Regions from separate parts of the Gasterosteus aculeatus genome. Here region 2 is linked to region 1. A link is a contact called in public Hi-C data. All regions are on one chromosome and are shown on one strand. The core of a region is the stretch at or near the end of the contact, and the rest is flanking DNA. Distances in the headings are between cores, read along the strand shown.

Region 1 (7,311 bases), core at 3,042-5,541:
GTCACATCTAAAGATGCACTTAAATTTACATTTCAGAAGGATTTGTTTCAGATTTGCAACACGTGCGTGGCTTTCATAGCCGACCTGCTGCATCAACCGTCCCCACTTTACGATGCTGAGCCTCTCCATTTTATATGGATCCAAACTTGCGTGAGGCCTCCTTGAACCAGAGGACAGCTGGAGGACGGGGACGGTTCCACGGTGGAGAAGGTTCTACCAAAGCCGTGGTACAACACTGCCCTCTAGCGCCCGTCAGAGGAGTTCCAACTCGGCACAAGGCCTTTGTTTAATACATTTAAAACTGGATAGAATTGGAAAGTCGGATCAGTTGAGACACTCAATTGTATGACTGTAGGGAGGAAATTCAAAGCACTACTTTTTCTACTTTTAGAAGCATATTTCAGATGTTTTAGTCCTTTTAAATAGTAGAGTAAATCTTCACGTCATATCTGCTGCCCTTAATTTGGCTATTTGGATACTCGACCAAGTTCAGGGGCCTAAATATGTTCAAACTACACTCCTTGTTTTCTTGAGGCCTCTGATGATCATCTTTTTAGGAAACACAGTGCAGACCTTCGCTTTCTGTCCACCAATTACACAATGGCTTCAACATGTGAATTCAATTTAACAGCCATTGTTTTGGAAACAATTTATATCAAATCACCTTGCAATTTTTTGCCGCAATCTCACTAACACCGACTGGCACATGGAGCGGAGCTCGCTGCAAATAGAAGTTTGTAAAGGTTTGTGGGACATTGGGGGCGTCGGTCCCGTCCGGTGCGTTGAGTGGTTCGTGTCAGGTAATTTTTACAAGCCGCTGTGAAGACAGATGTGACAGGAGGGCGGCTGGGGGGGGCGAGATGATAGAGAGCTTCATCCTGTGCCAGAAGGAGAAAGGAGAGTTTTGGAGGCCGGAACCGCACGTTGCGGCTTCTCGTTCCCCCAGACTCCCCCCCAAAGAAAAATCAGTTGGAGTCAAAAGCAGAGTCTAAGGGTGAAAAGCAAGCAACGTTCCATCGTCTCGCCCCACAGCTGGATGCTGAGGCCTGGTTCTGATGGAGATTGGACCTGGCAGACGTAATCACGCAGCACTATTTGAGAAACCCTTCAGTGTGAATGGAGCTTGAAGCTTTTGGGGAATAAAACAATGCCTTCCTGCAGAAGGAATGATGGATCCTAGAGAGACCGAATGAACTGCTCTGGATTCATCTCCTCAAAAGAGATTGTGGTTTACTTTTGGGGAGAGAAAGACTGTTGGTTTAGGTCTTTTCATGTGAGAAACTGGACCGTGAGAGCTTATAGAAGCTGATTTTACAAACCTTTAAAAGAGTAGCCACAACTTCATATTGTTGCACTTTTGGCCTCACACCAGATTTAGGATTTAGATTTTGGATCTTTGCCTCATAAAGTTGTTCCCGACCTTTAGACCTTCTTCTTCACTCTCCATTTACAGCTCTCTTTGTTTTGGACTGAACCGGGAAGTCGTGACTTGCTGAGACCCCGTCGGATTCCAAGTTTCCAACTCTGCAGCAGCAAACTGGGTTCAAGTGGAGTCTCGTTCATAGTGTCAGTCCGTCCTCGCGACACAAATCGCTGCACACGCTATCCGGTCGGGACCAGGTGAGCTCTGGTCACCTCTGGTGGTGAAGACCGGACCATTGTGAGAGCATGAAGTCATGAGAGCCTCACAGACACGAGCAGTGCGGTGATATAATGCATGAAGGTTTTACGGCATGCATGAAGGTTTACGGCGTACATGGATATCATTTATCACCTATTATTATCGTTCCATCTGTTTACACTCACCCTGCCGTCTCATTAACACACACATCTGCGCGGCAGGTGTTGGCACGCTGGGAGCTATTATTAGCAACCGCTCGGTTTCTTCTTCACGTAACGGCCAGCAGTGATTTGGCTGAATTGTTGGAGCAGCTTTATTAGTCTGTCAATGAGCCTCCGTCTGTACATTAAAAATGAAATTTTAGAAACCTGGGCAGAAAAACGGAGTCCTTATGATGCTTTGGCTTCAGCTGCAAGTGTGAACTCGCAATGGCGTGCTTTGTAAAAAAATTTATGAAGCATATTTATCACAATTTTCTTTTTCCATAAAAGAAAAAGGGTGTGTGTGTGCAGCGAGGCTGAAGAAGAATGCTGGAGCCAGCGAGCAGGAAGCGATCGGGATGTGTCAGGGTGGGGGTGGAAGGCAGGACTCAGATGCAGACTTCTCCGAAACAAAAAACTTTAATAGTCACCAGATACAAAATCCAAAAGGCCAAGGGGCAAAAACAAACAGGCATGAACCTACGGCGATCCACAACAGGAGACAAGAACATGCGTGGCAAAAGACAATGACGCGACAAGTGACACAAGAGACACACGGCTTAAATACACAAGGGAGGTGCAGGTGATTGGACACAGGTGGAAACTATTAAGACGATCACAGGGGATGACGGGACAAGGCAGGAAGTGAAGTTACCCGGGGACACAAGTGGCAGAAAACTACAAAATATAACATGAAGTGAACCACACCGTGACAGGGATGTTCTGTTTCACAGCCATTGGGTGTATTTTACCTTCACTGAACTTCGGCAAAGATGAGCCGACTTTATCTGCTCAGTGCCGTCGTCGAGCAGTTTTTATAGGAACCGATTCATTAAACTAGGACATTTGCACTAGTGTGCATGAGCGGCCCTGCAGTGGTCCCTTCCTGTGGGGTGCCGTCCTGCTAATTCAACCTTTGAATGTCCCATTTCTGCATCCAACAGAAAGACACGTGGCTAAATATAGTCTCGTACCTGACCTCGGTGTGAAGCACGATGACTCATCGCCCCCCCCAGAGCGAGGTCATGCGAGAAGAGCCCCCTGTTTGCCTCCCCTCCCTTTCAGAGGTCGACCCCGATTACGCCACCAGTGCGTCGCTCTCGCTCCCACATCTGTCTCCAATCCACGGCAAACCAACCGGGACCGGGACCACTCATTATTCATAAACCAGTTGCTCTCCTGCTTCACACCAGTCCAGTTACGTCATATTTGTTTATGCCGTTTTGACAGGGAGCCCCCACGTCCACGCGAAAGGTCACATTGGGAAACGTTTATGGAGATCTATCTCTCCCGAAATGAGCTCCCTCCGGAGTTCGGTCGTCCTGACGTAAGAGGCCTGACGACGAGGGTGGTGTCCCTCGGTCTCTTGTAGTGGAGTTTGTCGTGGTTTCACAGCATCTCTCCAGTGCCGGACTGGGAGCGCAGTGTCTCTATCTGACCACACGGGGGAGCTGTGTGACTTTCCCAACTCATCCTGGGGTTCATTCCGTCGAACCTGAACCACCTTCACGCTTATTTTCAGTTTCAGTCCAATAGATAAAAATATCTTATATATATATATATATATATATATATATATATATATATTTTATATATTATATATATATATATATATATAAGATATTTTTTATATTTGTATATATATATATATATATATATATATATATTTATGTATATATATACGTAAATATATAAATAAATATATATATATACTTATAAAAATATACATATTTAAACAAACAGGCTCATTATTTCAGCCATATATATCCATTTCCCAACAATTAGGGAGCCAATGAGACGCCAGAATTGGGCTGATGTTCATGTCATATTATCGTACACATAATCTACAGCTCAGCTCCAATAAAAGGGGTGAAGTTAAGAAAATAGTGGCATTTACAGTGAAGCATTCACGCAGTCGGCTCTGAGTCTGGATGTGCCTTCGCCTTCTACCTACTTTCTTTTACTTGCTAAATAAACACAGCGAGCCACAGGAATGTTATCCTGAACCCACTAATTGGCCTTGATTACATTAATATAGTTTAGGTTGAAATTGCCCCTTTCCCCTTCCTATTGCCATTGTTTATTTGCTGCCCCCCCCCCTCCTCCCTCTCCTCCCGTGCTCCTCCTTTCCCCTCCCCATGCATCGCTTTCACTATTAACACACATTAGCGGTGATTGGATGTCAGACGTGAGCGATACGATCCAATGGCTACATTCATTGCATGTCCCGGTTGTTCACATGCGTGTTTGTATTGAGCGCACGGGACAAAATCTTCGTTCCGTGCTCCTCTCTGTGTTTATGGATTTTATTCGGGATTTAAGTGGAATCCTTTTCCTCTCAGTTGCTATTTATTGATATTTCCACACATAGTTAGTCCGTCACCGAACCCAGCGGGGCCGGCCCTCGTACAACCGCAGATGCAGAAGAGGCCCGGATGAGACGGAGGAACCTGTCCGATGAGTCACTATTTCAACACATCGCTTTTGAGAGAGGTGTGTTTTCACTGCGCAGGGATCTGAAGACAGCGACGGCCTCCGTTGGCTGTAAAGAAATCATGTTTCAGACACTGGGAGATGTCAAAGGCTGACGTGCGTCATGACTTTAGCGAGGCCGCGAATCACTTTATTGCTACTTCGGTGCAATGGAAGGGCCGAGCGGGAGATGTCAGCAGGTGTTTGTCTGCTTTGTGAATCGCTCGCAGCTGCGGCATGTCAAAAGGTCACTTCTTTACACCCGGACCTCGAGGCCGTAACACCGCCGCTGTTCAGCGTCGGGAGGAAAACAGATGGTGCTCGCGGTACCTTACATGCCCGGTTAGTCCTGATCCTCCCAGATGGTTATTTATGCAGATCCAGGACCTCGGTGAAGCCGGGGAGTTCATAACTCACCGGGCCTGAGAACCCCGATTCTACGAGGATTATTTTTTTCTTCCTCTTATCGCAACTGAAATCCGCATTGATTTATTGTGTTTTGAATTATGCTTTGGCGACGTCATTGCTCACAGGAGAGATGCCAAACTCCTTCAAAGCCCGTTGACGTTCCTCTGCAAAATGACGGAGCTCGTAAGACATTTTTTTTAAAGAAGCCCGAGCTCGACCTCGGCGAAGAGTTAGTCATGGCGATGAAGAATAAAAACATAGATAAAAAGCCCTTTTGTGTCTTTGATGGCGTTCAAGAACCAACAGACAGAAAGGAAAGAAGAAGAAGAGGAAGAGGAAGCGTGAGAGATTAAGTGCGGTTGTTCTGGCCGGAGAGCCGAGGCAGGACGCCAAGAGAGACTCACTTATTGTGATACCAACACACTAAAGGTTCTGCACAACTGTGTTCATTCTCACACACATAAACACACTAAATATTATTTCCAAAGGTAAACACCAGGCACACACACACATGCTTTCTAATTGTTTGAGTGTTTGTTCATAGCGATGCCTTATTAAATAATAGTCAACGTGACCCAAATTATCTAATGCACCAGCCTAAATATTTGGAGATACGGAAACCTTCTCCAAACCGGCAGCGTTGCACAATAGCTGAGGCGGTTTCACCGCGCATAACAATATTATGCTATGAGGAGATTAATATCCAAAATAACATGGAAACAATTGAGGGGAGATTTAGAACAAGCAAAGTTCCCATTGGTTGAGTCTGCTGCAGAAACACCCATGAAGACTCTATTTACACAGCAAACACAATTACAGAAAAATGGCATTCATTAGACGATAATCTGACCCACTGCCATTCATTACAATACAATATTATCCAACACAATGATAAGATTACTAAGGACTAATTGCGTAATTAAGGTTAAACAAAACTGAAAGTAATTTATTCTATTCATTACAGTTAAATCCCAGATAGATTTTTTTATTATGAGTTACCTGCAGCGCTGCGGTACTGACGATGTTTCTGCTTTCGTCACAAAAATTTAGTCAAACTCAAAATAAAAGGGTCACCTTTCTGGAGTTTTCACCGGGCTGTCAATGAAAGAAAAATATTGTTTTAGCCAACGGCGTGATCAACTGACCATTAAAAGAAGTAGTTATTAAAGAGAAGCGCCAGAGTGCAACGGGCTGCTTGTGCGTGAGGCTAATTGGGGGCCGCGTTGGACCCCGAGAGGAGCAGCGAGGGGACGTGACCGGGTTCAGGGAAACACTCGGCAGCCATGTGACAGAAAGTCGTGTGGCGTGTCGTGAGCGTCGGCCTCGAACGCCCTCTGACCTTGATACGGAAATCACTAGGTACACACCCTCCTGTCAAACATCAGCATTCCTCCCCCAGGAACACACAGCCTCAGCCCTGCGGTCCCTGGCTCATCAGTGCTAAACAGGGTTTTGAGGGGGGGGTAATGGTGGTTGGGGGTGCACCACATGTTGTGTCGCGGTTAACCCGAGTGCCGACTGCTTCAAAAGCCTGAATTAATGCAACCCATCTTGGACCGATCCTCCCGTTTGGGATGAAGGGGGGGTAGGGGGGGGGGGGGTAACGTGGTGGATCAACCGCTGCCCCACCCACAGCCACGACCCGCACGACCTGGACTCGTCACGCGGCGGCACACAGCACAGCGTGCCAACGCCGCTCCGGTATCAGCTGGTCTCTGTTGATGTGGTTTTCTTTCCGGGTTCTTCAAACTGTTTCCAAGAGGCCTTTCGAGCAATGTGTCAATTTCCAAGGGTACGCGGTCTGATTTGGGTCCAACAATTGTGCGGTACCTCGCCACATGGCGGCTGGAGACGGGCGGGGAGGAATTGAGGAACTCATGAATGAATGTTCTCCAAGGGCCGAGGCTAAGCTAGCTGCTGGTAGCTGCTGGTAGCCGCTTAGCGCCGGCGCTTTGGTGAAAAGCACAACCCGAGGTGTTAGTTTTGTCTTGTTGTGCGGGTCCTCGTGAAAAGTGGCACTCCAGCCGCACGAGAGCAACGAGGAAACCTCGCAGGTGTGTAACTGAAAGCGAAGTACGGGGGCAGGAAGTGGGGAAGGGGCCACCTGATCCTGTCGATCCCTGATAGTGCCGCGCTAACCGAACATGTACATAAGAACAGATACAACCATCTATGTCTAAATTAGGATGAGCCCTCGAGAATGATCACCTTGATTTGCAAAATATTTAAAGCTGCACTCGGCACCTCATTCAGCAGCTAAAGAGCTGCTTTATTTCAGTTCGGCGTTAAAGGAGAATGAATTATTGGAGTTCTGTGCCGCTGGAATGGTTTGAAAAGTAATGAATTGCCGACAGGTTCTACCAATTAAACTTTATAGGGTGTTAATATGTCAACGTTGTTCTTTCAGCTTGTTGCTTTGCCCACAAATGGCAAAAAAACAACAACTCCCTTCATTACCTCCGTGGTTGAGTGATTAATAGTTTATTCGATTGCTCAATGATGAGTAATGAAGGAGTAATTAATCACGCTTCGTTTCAAGTGACTCCCCAGGACCGTAACCGATGCGCTCGGGGCCACACAGAGAAAAAACAGAACCCGACTTCTTTCCCA
Region 2 (7,311 bases), core at 3,172-5,671, 46 kb after region 1:
GCTGAGGGAGGAGGGGGTTTTGTCTGCAGTGACGCACTGGGGCCACATTTTTATTGGTCCATGCAATGATACAATTATTAGCTATTTACAGTGGGGGGGGGGGGGGTTAAGCGTCTCCGACAGAAACGGGCCCATCGCTGACTAAGCTTTCCGGTCTCGGGCCCCCGGGCAGCCGAGCGAGCGCGCTCAGCTCTCCGATGCCTCCTACACACATGTGCACTTTGTTATTTATTTATTTTTAGGTCTGCGTGTGATTCCGACAAACAGGAACCGGCTTCGTCTAGAGGAAATGGCTTTTCTATTTGTTCATTTTTAATGACTGAAATAACACAGCAATGAGCTCATTTGGCAATTAGGAGGAGTCGCAGGAATTCCCAGTCGGAGCTGCTCTCCCACTGAGTGTGTGCGTCTCGTCGTGGGGAACTGACTGGCCCGGTAGTAGCTGAGGTCCTTCCACAGGAGCCAGGCACCTAATAGTGAGCTGCCCGGACCGCCGCACAAGGCCCTGGGGGGGGGGGGGGGCCTCTCCAAAAACCTGCCAGCATCCCACCGTCAGAGCCCCCCCTCCACCCGGCCCGGAACCCGGTACCATCTCCACCACACACGCACACAACCAAACGGAGATGGATTACAACCACTCTGGAGCTTTTGGGCTTTTAAAAAAAGGCGAGCTGCGTGGCTCAGCATCCGCTGGCTGTTTGCACAGACGGGCTCGAGGGCCCCGTGGGAGGTCTCCGCATTAAAGACAAAGCGGTTTTGATGCGAGGACGAAAGAGAAAAAAAAGTGAAATAAGTAAAATAAGGGGGCTGTTGGCTCCCGGCCCTGACTCCTGACCCTCATGCAAATAAGCATCAGAATTCACAAATACGCTGAAAGAAAAATAAAGACCAATGATTTAAATACCAGGCCGGCAATTAGCTTATCAATTCACTCTCTTTGATATTTCTTTATCCTCTCCACCCATTCAAAGGAGATCAGTTGTGTGTGTGCGTGTGTCTGTGCGCGTGTGTGTGTGGGTGGGTGCGTGCGTGCGGAGGAGGAGGAGCGTCAGTACGAGTTGCCCGTCAGTGTCGGCGTGGTGTTCTTGCTCCGGTCGCGCTTCTTGCCGCGTTGCGCCCTCGGCACCTCCTTGGCCTCCGACTGGTTGTGGTGGGGCCTGAAGCGCTTGCACTTGCAGGAGGTGACCACGCGGATTTTGTAAGTCCGGGTGTTGCCGCTGGGACAGTGCAGCTGGAGCCTCCTCGTCCGAGAGTGGGCCGGCACGCAGCGATAGTCCGAGGCGCTTCCCCTCCACCACTTGCCGCGGGCGATGGAGTTGGGCAGGAGGTGCGCCGGCATGCACTGGCCCGAGCACAGCAGCTCCTTCACCGGCTTGGCACTGCGGCACGACCCGTCGGTGATGTAGCGGGTGGAGCGCAGCTCCCTGCAGCTCAGCTCCGCGGCACCTGTACGTCAACAAAAATACAACAAAAAACAAACACCTGAGTATAGATCGATTTGACGCACACGCGGAAAATCCGTTTTTCGTAATTTCGGCTTAATGCAAAATTGAGGCAGAGATCATATCAGAGCGTCTGAGTTTGATTCGGGGGGGGGGGGGATCATTAGCGGTTGACAGAGATTCAGCTGGCAGCAATCAGCTGATAGCAAATCCAGACCACGAGGCCATTAAACAGCTCAATCAAACTTAATGGAGGTTTCGGGGCTGGAAGGAAAAGCGCACAGCGGCGGCTGATGGAGAAGCAAATAGCTGTCCGCTTATTTTAAAAGAAACAAGAAAAGGTTGTGAACAAACTGCAAATCTGCCACAGTGACAATGTTTAGCTGTTTTTTTAACTTCTTTTGAACAAAAACTGTTGGTTTAGAAAAGGACGCACTTGGAGAGGGGTCTGTTTTTGCTCTGCGGCTTTCTTTGCAAAAAAAAGGGATTTATGTGAGGTGACTTCCTGTTTTACCTTTTTTTAGTTTTTCTCCCAGTGTGAACTTGATCTGGTGTGACTCTGCGGGACCAGTAGGACCCACTGGGCGGAGGTTTGCACCAGTAACCGTCCCGTCTCGTTCCCTGATTAGTAATCTCTCTGTGCCTCTTCCCCCTTTCACATGTCCCGCTCCCCCCTCCGTCCTTCAGCCTCGCACTAATGGTGGCGGCCTGCGTGACCCCTGGGGGGGGGGTCAAAGTCCCCGCTGTGACCCCGCAGGGACCAAGACCAGGGCGTCCCACATGCCGGTTGAAGAAAATAATCCAGGAGGTTGCTGTGGACTTGTTTGAATGTCCTCATCAGTCATATGTCACCCCCCCCCCCCCCCCCCCCATAGTGATTGAATAAAGACAAATGTGAGAAAATGTCTCGCACCCATCTTGAGTCCACCGGCGTGAGATTGCTCCACAAGCACCGCTTGAATCAGAACATGAAACCTTTACTGGCCGCAGGTGGGAATCATTGTCAGAGGCAGTGTTGCGTTTAACCTCCCGCACCCCCACCCCCACCCCCACCACCTCCACCTCCACCTCCTGGCACCCCCCTGAAGAACAGACTGTAGTTGGGTTTTTTTTGGAGACATGTTGTTGCAATCATGGTGATGTAAGTACAGCTTGATTAATGGTATAAAAAGAGGAGGAAATACGCAGGAAGACAAGGTGAAAAAAGGCCCGATGTCTCTGGGAAGGTTTCAGACCGAAGAAACACAACAAGAACGGTCGTCTGCCGCTCTCGCCCTCCAGTCTGACGGGGGTTAACAAGAAAACACTCTTCCCACACACACGATCTGCTCCTGATCAGGGAGGCACCAGGTCCAACAGGCAGGTGGTCTTGGTGCTGAGAATTTACACAGTTTAAACTTCATCATCCGATGATCTCAAGATTAAATTCTAGTGGATCATGTCTAATAAAACTATTAAACACACCAAATAATAATATATATATATTTTTTATCATTAATATTAGTAGATAAATTGTCAACATGAACTTAAATTGTTCAGGCATTAAAAAAATATTATTTTCGTATACACACATATTTGTATGTATGTATTTATATTTGTAAAAAAAGAAACGTATATAGAATTGTTGACTCTACATTGATAATGATGCATTTGAAATCATTTATTAAGACGATATATCTGAGTGCCCGCGCGCACTCACTCGCGTGTAAACGCGCGGTGGAATTCACTGATGTAAATGCATCGTGTTACATCCCAAAAGATGTACCACTTAAGTTTCCTCACTTTTTATTTAAAAAAAATAGTCTGCATCCCTATTTCCAATATTCCATTTTCCCTCCAGTCTTTTTTTTTTACATCCAGAACATGAAGAAGAACTTACTGTATACTGTGTTTGCTGCCCTTCCGCCGGCTTTCGCCCGGTTATTCATACTGCCGTTGTTGTTGTTGTTGTTGTTGTTGTTGTTGTTGTTGCCGTCGGATGCCTGTAGTACCGCCTCGTGAGGAGTCCCAGTGTTTCCCGCGTACTCCGGTAAAATCTCCGTGGCGTCGTTCTTCAGTAGCTTCCATCCTCTCGCGGCGGCGCAGCATCCCTGCAGCAGCACGACGAGGACCAGAGACACCTGCATGCTGCTCGGTCCGAGGACGAAGACAGGACAGAGAGGACAGAGAGGACAGAGAGAGAGACAAGTCGGTCACATCCACCTCTCGGTGCAAGACGCGCCGCCCGTATTTAAGCGAGTTCTCCTCAAAGCGGGACAATTAAAGCGATGACGCGCAGTGGGCGGGGTCGAACCCGGGGAGCGATTCATTGAGAAACGAGCAGGGGGGGAGAGAGAGAGAGTGAGAGAGAGAGAGTGAGAGAGAGAGAGAGAGAGAGAGAGGGGCGGGGGGGTAATAGAGGGATGGAAAGTGAGAGGAGAGGGAGAGGGAGAAAGGGGGAGGAAAGGAGAGGGGTAAAGCAGTATGAGGCCGTTATGGAGATGGAGAAGGGGAGAGGGAGAATGGAGGAAGCGGAGAAAGCAGAGGTGGATGGGGCGAGAGAGGAGGAGATGAGAGGGAGGACTAGGAGGAAAGGTGAGAGGAGAGAGGCAGAAACGGTGGAGTCACTGTGGAAAGTCAGAAAGGAGAAGCAGGATGGAAACACGAGGACATTATGAAACAATGGGGGATGAATAGAGGAGGGGGGTGAGAAAAAAGGCCGATATAGATAAAGGGAACAAAGAGAGAGGAAGAGAGATCAAGGGAAGAAGAGAAAAATGGAATAGAGGGAAGGAGAGAGGAGAAAGGGAGCTGAAGATAAGAAAGTAAAGGAGGGGGTTTATACATGATGGAGAACAATAGGAGGAAATGGGAGCAAAAGGGGAACCGAGGGGATCAGAGGAGACAAGAGGAGGAGACAAGGGAGAGGAAGGGGCTAAAAGGAGAAGAAAACAGAGACAAGGAGCTAACGTCTGTCAGAGACAGCTGATCTGCTCATCTCACAGTGCAGCGGTTGGACTTCAGTGTACAAATGCATCTCCTCCTCCTCCTCCTCCCACTCCTCCTCCCCCTCCACCTCCTCCACCTTTAATGCTTTCTGCAGCATTCCACGTATGAAAAGCCAGTCTTTCATTTGTCGAGGCGGTTTATTTATTTTGGACCACCGCCTCTCGCTCCTCCTGCGCCTCCTTATCCTGCTGCTCCTCTGCACCGAAACGAGGCGAAGTGAATCATAAACGCCTCATGTGAACCAACGCAGCGCCGCCGTCTCAGTTCATCCATCTTTTCACACCTCCATCACCCTCCCTCCCTCCTGCGATAAGGTGTGAGTTCACGTGATGATTTGACATACTTCAGTTTGAGCAGCTCAACATGGACCGCTGCCGTGACGACGGAGGACTCTCACTCAAACACTGCCCTCTGGAGGGAGAATGGACGAAGGTCCTCCAAGGTGATCCAGATGTGTTGAGAGTCATACGGAGGGCGTTTAGGTACCACGGCCTTCACACATCTTGGCCCATAACGTCACTTCACTTCATTTGGAAGACAATGTTCATTTTCAATGTTTCTGAATCAAAAATACACTTTTCATAAGTACGTTGCATAAGAGGCTCGTGTTTTGTTTGTCACGCAACTTGTGGAATTCCCTTTTCAACTTCACGTCACTGTAGTCGTTGGAAACCAAACTAAGTGTTTTTGTTTTGCTTAAACCTTTATCTTTAAATGCATAAAACAAGACAGAATCTGCACTTGCTGCTCAATTAAAAACAAAAAAAAGTAGGAGAGCGTTTTCACAAGATATCGTAGTTTATACATTACAAGTGTGTTGAAATCACAGTATTGAATAAACAAATACACTTGTGTACTTCTTACATAACAAGAGTAAAGTTCCCTTTTACTCTTTGTTGGTCTCGGGACATGAACCGCCGTCTGCTGGGTGAAGGTTCTGTGTATGTTTGACCTTCCTGCGTTTGGTGGACTTTCATGGTCGTTATAGAAGCGTTATAAGTGACAGCTGATGCTCAATTAAAACCCACAACAAACATTTATTTTCTGTTTTCCTAACATTCTTACTGCATATTTAGACATCTTCAACTCTTGACCCCATCCGACTCTCAGAAGCGTTTCTTCGTGTTAATGTGCAATGGCGTCGTCGCGGTAACGAAGGCGAAACGCGCCGATCGCTCCGCAGGCCGATGTGTGTCTCACGGTAACTGCAGCTGACAGTCAGGTCCTCCTATCGAGTTCAGGCCCGGAGCGCTGAGCCGGTGCCAGAATGCTTTTATTTTTGCTTTTTAGGGTGAGCGACGGGTGATCCGACTGTCTGCACGAAGCCGCCCCTGATTACAGCCCTCCTCGCCGACGTCCCGACCGATGTCAGCGCCGGTCTCCATTTAGGCCTCTCTGGGTTTCTTTATGGAGCCCCTGGGCCCCAGCGCAGTGTTTTCTATCTTGATAACAGCACAACGAGGCCCAAATAACAATCAGATGCTCCCCGGATTGCGAGTAAGCCTGCAGCGCCGCAGAGGACGGCGGAGCATGACTTTGTTTTTATGGAAAGCCGTGTTTTCAGTTCATAAACAAACTGTCCTCGGCTGCTTGAGCTCTGTGTGTGTGCGTGTGTGTTTTCTCTTGCGTGGTTCGTGAAGCAGAGTTGGTGAAGGGCTCGATCACACAGGTTAGCAAGAGTAAATAAAGGAGATATTGTTGTTTGAAACTGTGCCGTGTTCGACCCGAGGGTCTGACAGAGTGAATTATTCATTATGTGTCCACCGCAATCATGCAGAGGAGGCCGGTGGAGCTCTCTGGCCTCCCACATTAACCCGTGGACGGGGAGAACAGTGGACGCTTCATGCACGGGGAGCAAACGGCCACATGTTAATGTGACCCCGCCTCATATTTAAAAGTTAAATTCCCCAATCATGCAGGGCTGAATAGAAGGAGTAGGTGAGACTTTTTTGGCATTTGTCCGCAACACAGAGTGACGAAGACTGATACGTTTCTTAACACGTGAGATGTACGGTCAGATTTCTGGTTTTCATGTTCTGGTCGCCTCTCATTTACAGGTTTGAATCCCAATTCAACCAATATTAGACTATTCTACCTTTAATATTTGAAGGCTTTGGCTACTGCTGTTGAATAAAAGAAAAAAAAAGCTCTTTATTGAAAAGTAATTCAAATTCCTCAAAGTCAGGTATCAAAGGTGTCTTATTATTTTGATATCAATAACACAAGGACAAGGCACAAGTACTAAAACATGTCAAACAATGTTAGAGCTGAAAAGTGAATAATCGTCAGGTCACCTGAGAGCCCGAGGCACTGGACACGATGTGCACAGTGATGAAACATGGAAAAATCCATGTTGTGCGCCCAGCTGCAAACTAAAATATGCAAGCCAACGTTCTTTTTGTGACCCACAAGCCTTTGCGCCGTGGACAAAGACAGGGTCAAAGTTCAAGGTGCAACATTGTGACAGAGTAGGACGTCCCAATAAAATGCAACATCTCTCATAAGAGCAGCTGCGGAACGCAGAGAGCTTCGCCAACTGGAAGACAGATGAAAACGTCAACGTGGTGACAGCAGGCTGTGAGCGTCGTCATGGCGACGTGACCCGTTGGTTTGTGGACTGACGTTTTGAAGCCTCAAGCTTGTCCATTTTGCCCTGTAGTAGCGACAGCGTTAAAAAAGGTCCAAAAACCTTTGGGGCCGGTGGCCGACTGCAAAGTTTCTGTGTGCATCACTTTTTAGTTGGAAACAGTTTCCGTTGTGTTGTGAGCTTGTTCCTCTTTGTGCTGCTGGAACGTTAACTACTGATGTGTGACGCCTCCTCGTTGCTGATGTGGAGTCTTTGGTCTGCCCTCATTTTTTAGTCTCTCCAGTGGACTATTAA

The links. Hi-C and Micro-C count contacts between places; a contact is called where the count stands out from the background.
Region 2: a Hi-C map of whole body shows a contact between it and region 1, with 7 times the contacts expected there. The contact joins the promoter of sost here to the enhancer-like site in region 1. A contact is called at or near these places in 5 of 6 Hi-C or Micro-C datasets (liver, skeletal muscle, tail fin and 1 more).

What each region holds. Positions count from the first base shown.
Region 1 is chr5:8,543,255-8,550,565 of fGasAcu3.hap1.1, forward strand. No RefSeq gene overlaps it. Among protein-coding and RNA genes, the nearest start is that of meox1, 13 kb to the left of the region's middle. Within about 2 kb of position 4,292, at least 3 of the 9 cell types and tissues checked have open chromatin away from gene starts, as enhancers often do.
Region 2 is chr5:8,589,401-8,596,711 of fGasAcu3.hap1.1, forward strand. It overlaps sost (sclerostin), which reads right to left and starts at 4,422. Exons shown (of 2, transcript XM_040177328.2): 1 at 3,322-4,422; 2 at 1-1,446. The coding sequence starts at 3,568. The coding sequence ends at 1,049.